Regions from separate parts of the Mus musculus genome. Here region 2 is linked to region 1. The links are chromatin contacts, called in public Hi-C maps. All regions are on one chromosome and are shown on one strand. Each heading gives the region's core, a stretch centred on a gene start, on an enhancer-like site or on the middle of the called end of the contact. The rest is flanking DNA. Distances are from core to core; before and after follow the strand shown.

Region 1 (2,915 bases), core at 262-2,761:
ATACATGACATTTAGGGCATACCAGACTCCAGGCAAGGGCAAAGCTCACTGCCTGGCGCCATGTCCCTGCATATAGAGTCCCTTCTACTATGTCTCTTGGCAAACCTGAAATCCTTTTCGATATCTGTACCTAAAACTATGTGTCTTGATGTAAGAGTCCTTTTTCTTTTCATGGACTCAAAACAAATGTTTCTTGACAGGAAGAAAATCCCTCCCAAGAACAGGTCTAGTAAATTCTAGGTAGTTCTTATACAATCTACTGTGTTATCCACTCCAACTTAAAAATGTTAAGTGTAGCTTACAGAATCCAAACTACCTGTTAAAATACTCACACTGAAACTACTATACATCTTTACACACTAGTTGGCCAGATTCCCATTAGCTCCTATTTGCAGAAAAGCAATGGGGTCTGAATTCTGAGGAAATTCTTCTGCCAATATCATCAAACTCAAATCAAGTTTCTCGGCCCAAATGTGATTTTCTCTCACATAAAGAAATAACAATTTTAATGGTTTATATCTAATACCTATAAATATAACAATCATAAAATTAATTAATCTTTCATTATTGGGCCCCAGGGTCATGCATGAAGTCCAAGCAGAAGACATTGACTCTCCTGGAGTCTATCTCATTGAGCTACTGGCCCACAGCAGAGCAAACCCAACATGGCTGTGAAGTATTCATGGGTCTGGTGTTATTAGCCTTAGCATGTCAACTGCCCTCAGAAACAAATTTTGGAAGGTCCATTTTAAATCCGTGTCAATTCTTGGAAACTTGAAAGACCTGATCTGGATCCGCTGTTGATTTGAAAGAAACAGGGGCTAATGAGTTCAGTGAGGCATCTCCATCGGAAGTGGGTGTGTCAGGGGGGAGAGAGAGAAGGTATCAGGCCCTACGCACCTCCCTCCTATACAGTATAAATGAATCACAGCCGCCAGAGGGTCAGCCCTAGTTCTTCCAGCCATTTGATAAAATTTCCAGGAGCCGTGTCTCCGAGAGAAAACTCCATTAAAAGTTTATCTCAGGATTACATTTATAAATTATGTTTTGTCTCAAAACATAAACCAGACTCTTGGACAAATTTTCCTTATTTTAGAGTGCAACCCCGCAATGTCAGACATGGAGAATGCAAAGAAAGGGCAAGGAGATGGGGAGGAAGGAGTTAATGCCTTTAGAATTCGGTTTCCATCATACATGGGTGACTATCTCTTTAAATAATTTAAATCCTCTCCATCAACTACAAAGCTGTTTTGAAGCCATTTAGCTTTCTTCTTTACATGTGTTCTAATTAAGAAATGACCTTGTCATCACGCACACCAGAAATCCGGGATTATTTCCTACAGCAAAAAATTCACAAAGCCTCCCCCCCCCCCAAAAAAAAAAGAGAGTAGAGGTGGGGGGAGGGGAGAGAGACTTCTTCCCCAGTTCCCTCACTGAGGAAGTTGTTGGTTGGCTGAATGCTGAAGCAGTTCCACCGCATAATTTTTTTTCTGTTGTTGTTGAATGTCACAGGGCGGGTTAGAGTGACCTTGAGCTGCATCAGCGGCTCAGCAAGGGTCGAGATGCCTGCAGGCGCCCTTGTACTGGATTTGCAAGACAAAAACCTTCAAACTGGCTGAAGGACATCTTAAATCTCTTCAAAGGTTTCCCGAACTAATCTGGGCTGCTCTTAGCAGGATCAGCGCCAGTATGAGAAGCAAAATTAAAAACAAGGTCTTTGACAGGATGCTGTCTCCTCTTAACCCTTCCAGAGCAGAACAGAAGACGTTACAAGCACTCTGGAGAGATGGCTTACCTAGAAGCACTCTTTCATAACAAATTATGTAAGCAAGAAATCACAAAAAGAAGGGAGGGGGGAACTATTAGTCCTCAAAAGTAAACATTCCTTCCGTTTTATTTATAATGAATTCAAGCTGGGTATTTTTTTTTTCCTTGACTATACTTTAGTGTCATGGTGATAAACCTGAAAACTACAGCTATATCTTAGATTTGCAGCACTGTAAAAATCAAATCACTCCATCGACACGAATCTAGGACTTTCAGTGTTTGAAAAATAAGCTCTGGGCTGGTTAAATCGAAGACCAGGTACGATTGCATATACCTTGCTAAAGTGACAATCAAATAGTATCATGTGACTAGAAACAGACCTGAGAAGGACCTGAGAAGAACCTGGTAAAGCTAGCTCAGTGCTGTTTGCTGGGAGAGGCAAACGTGCCCTTTTCCACACTGTTCTCAGCATCTCCATCCATGTATAGGCCAAAAGAGAAAGAAGAGCGAGGCAGTTGAGGCTTCCTTGCTATGGTTTGAGTGTGACACCCCCAGACTTATGTGTTAGAGCCTGCATCCTCAATTTCATCCACTAATGGTACTAACGGGATGGAATGATGTCATAAAGGTGTGGCCCCTATAAAGGAAGAAATTAGCACTTAGAATGGCAGGTCTCTGAGTGCTCTCACTGCGCAGTATCCCCTGCTATCCAGTGATTCTTAGGATGTACCATGCAGCCTTCACCAGACACCAAGCAAATGACTGCACAGTGCTCCCAGACTGCTCAGTACCGAGAAACATGCATTCCTCTTCCGGTACTCAGCCTTGGGTATATTGTTAGAGCAGCAGAAAACAGACTAAAGAGAGGTAAATGTTTGGCCTTTCCCAAAGCAGGGCCTTTGGATTTCAATGCAGGAGCTATAGTAGGCAAGTTTGAAAATAATTATTCTAAAACCAAACAATACAAAATGATAAAAACAAAAACAAAATAACAGAGTGGGGCACAGTAGTGCACACCTTTGATCCCAGAACTCAGGAGGCAGAGGCATGGGGATCTCTGTGAGTTCCTGGAAGCTTGGTCTTTAGAGCTTGGAGGTCCAGGACATCCAAGGCTATACAGTGAAACCCTGTCTGGGAAGAAGAAAAAA
Region 2 (2,915 bases), core at 260-2,759, 570 kb after region 1:
AAAACCCAGATGACCTTCTCCTGCAGCAAGCCATAAACCTTTCATTTGTGTGCCCTCTCTTACCCCTAGGAAGACCCTGGCCTTCTCTCTAAAGAAGGGACATGGAGGAAAATCGGAGCAAGCGCATCCTTTTCAGGTCCCTGGTTTATTGTGGCTGAGTTATCCCCTTCAGTTTTTTAGTTTAGTTTTCCCCTCTGATTCTGAATGTCCGTGCCTTTCTCATCTGAAACAGAATCATGATCAGACTTCCCACTTCTTCATCTTTTCATTTCTCAGCCTCCCATACCAAATAATTTTATTGCTAATCTGCCCTTCTATAGAAGACATGAATCCGAAGGTAGGTAAGAGACTAACTTTTTCTCCCCAGCAAAACCCACTTGTCAAAATGAACTCCAAGTCTATTAGACGCCAGACTGTCTCCCTCATGTCCTCCTCTGTCCCAACTCTTTCTTTTATTTTAGACTTAAAATAAGGATAAATTGCTTTTAACATTTTGGGACCACAGTGTATGAGTGAATCCCAACCAACCCCAATAGCTTTGCCTCCGCCTCCAAACTGAGTCTGTCAGTAACTTCCTGGAGCCTTGGGCTTGGTTTTGTTGTTGTTGTTGTTTTGTTTTGTTTTTGTTTTTCCTTAGTTTTACTTAAAGGATCTAAAATTCAAGTGCTCAAGTTAGCATTTTGAAAAGATCTATGAATTTTTACATTGTAAAGGAGCTGCCTGCCTATTGCTCCAAACCACAGTGGTTTCAAACACAGCCTCTGCTGGAGAATTTGGTCAGCTACCTATTCCCTAAGCCCCACTTCCCACACATTTCCCCACGCCCAGGGAGAACTCTTAGGTCTAGAGGCTACAGGGATTATCCATTCAGACTGTCAAAAATAACTGCAACAAAGAATGGTTCTGCATGGTCAAAAGTCCTGCTCAGGTGGGGGAATTGCATCATCTGGGCTCCATCCACCCAGGAGCAGTAATTGTGTGTGTGCTTGTGCTCATCTGGGAACAGCAGCTCGGTGTACCGTGTGGTTAGTGACTTACCGGCTTACCAACACTTGGCCTTGTGTTCCCTGTATTGGATTGAAGTTAACTGTCCAGTTACATAATCCGTTCTAGTTTTCATTTCATTAGATCTCTAGTACAATAGATGTCTTCTGTGAGTTCCTCCCAATTAGCATTTCATAGCATTTCATTACTAAAAGGCAAGATCTTTACCCTACCACCTTTAAAAAAAGGCTCAGTGGCTTAGAGCTTTTTTTTTATTATTTTTAAGAGAGAGAGAACACAAACTTTAGATCATTAACCTGTTCTTGCTTGTTGTTTGACATTTCAAATGTGTTGCTCTCTTGCTAATAACTCTTCCCAAAGTGCACAGGAGGAGAATGCACTCTTTCGGATGCTCCGGCACAGCAGCACTTTAGCTAACAGACAATAATAAATCCGGACTGACAGGGAGTGCTGACCGCGGCGCATTCTGTGGTGAGAATGGGCCGGACTTGCAGCTTCCCATTAAATTAATGAGAAGCCTGGGCCTCTTTGACCAGCAGGAGAGAGCAACAGAACTGAGGCTCTGAACGCGGTCCTACGTGCTGGGAAGGGAAGCAAGGGGAAAGGGCAACCACTTCAGTTAAGCGCTTGGCTTTGACAGGCTTCTCCTCCACGCGCTCCAGGGTTCTCCCAACTTTTAGGAATGGTTGCAACTAACATAGCCTGTTGGAGTATTTTAGGTTATCTCTACCGTCGTTTCTTAAATAAACAAGAAATTCAAAGACCAGGAGTCCGTGCAGGTCTCTAAAACTGTCTGCCGAAAGCATGCTCTTAGTTTGGACTGCTGGAAAGGATTTTCATGTTTGGTTTGTTTGCTTTTTGGCTCACTTACGTCTTAATCTGCTTTATATGGGGAGACACACCACTTATTTAAAGGTTAAAATTTTAAATAAAACTTGGAACCTACTTTGAAGTTTATCTTGAGTTACTGAATGTCAAAGAGTTAGCCAAGATGTACTGGGAACAATTTGAATGGCCTGGAACATGTCATTTAGTCTTCCAAGGGCTCACCTTTCCACTTGTAAAAGATTAATATTACACACACACACACACACACACATATATATATATATATAATATAGGACATATATAATCCAATATAGGATTAATATCATATATAATATTATATAATTAATATTTTATATATTATATAGGAATGTATATTATATATAATATTATATATATTATACACACACAATATGTGTGTGTATGTGTGTGTGTGTGTTTGGGTTATGTGTGTGCATATGCATATATAATATGAATGTATAAGCATGTAATGTATATATATATGATGTAATATATATGTATGCATACAAATGTATGTATTCTGCTCTCCTTAACAACAAATGCAGATGTGCTTCCTAGAATTCATGATTTCTTGGGCACAGATCTTTCTGTACAAACGGGACTAGCGCCCTACCTGTTGTACCCTCCTGTGGTAGACCAGGCCGGTTCTAACTCAGAGGTTAGGGATCCAGCCCATGCTGAGATGTTTTTCCCACTGCTGCTCTGACCATCCTTCTCCTTGCTTGACACGTCACCTGGTTAACAGGCGTTGGTCATTGAGCCCTGACACAGCTTAGGTGATATTTGACCTTTTTTAGTCTATAATTCATTCTTGGAATTTTCCACTAAAAAAATCCTTACATATTACTATGAAATCTTTCATTTCCTATATTTTAAAAAAATATAGGAGACATATTCTCACAGCTTTTTCCATCTAATAATGTATTTTCTAATCTTCAGTATGCCTTGGATTTTCTCTCAGAAGATGGAAGCTTAAAAAAAAGGTTAAAGACGGAAGACAATACTCAAGTTCGGATGCAAGTGTTTGTTTACTTGCTATTATTATTACTGCTCACTCTTCTCGG

What was found. Hi-C and Micro-C count contacts between places; a contact is called where the count stands out from the background.
Region 2: a Hi-C map of uterus shows a contact between it and region 1, with 6 times the contacts expected there. The contact joins two enhancer-like sites.

What each region holds. Positions count from the first base shown.
Region 1 is chr16:76,320,245-76,323,159 of GRCm38.p6, forward strand. The region is part of intron 3 of Nrip1 (nuclear receptor interacting protein 1); the gene reads right to left. Among named protein-coding and RNA genes, the nearest start is that of Gm30569, 21 kb to the left of the region's middle. Within about 2 kb of position 1,512, at least 78 of the 459 cell types and tissues checked have an H3K27ac peak or open chromatin away from gene starts, as enhancers often do. A contact at or near this core is called in uterus, where this site is marked.
Region 2 is chr16:76,894,977-76,897,891 of GRCm38.p6, forward strand. No RefSeq gene overlaps it. Among named protein-coding and RNA genes, the nearest start is that of 1700041M19Rik, 110 kb to the right of the region's middle. Within about 2 kb of position 1,510, at least 8 of the 459 cell types and tissues checked have an H3K27ac peak or open chromatin away from gene starts, as enhancers often do. A contact at or near this core is called in uterus, where this site is marked.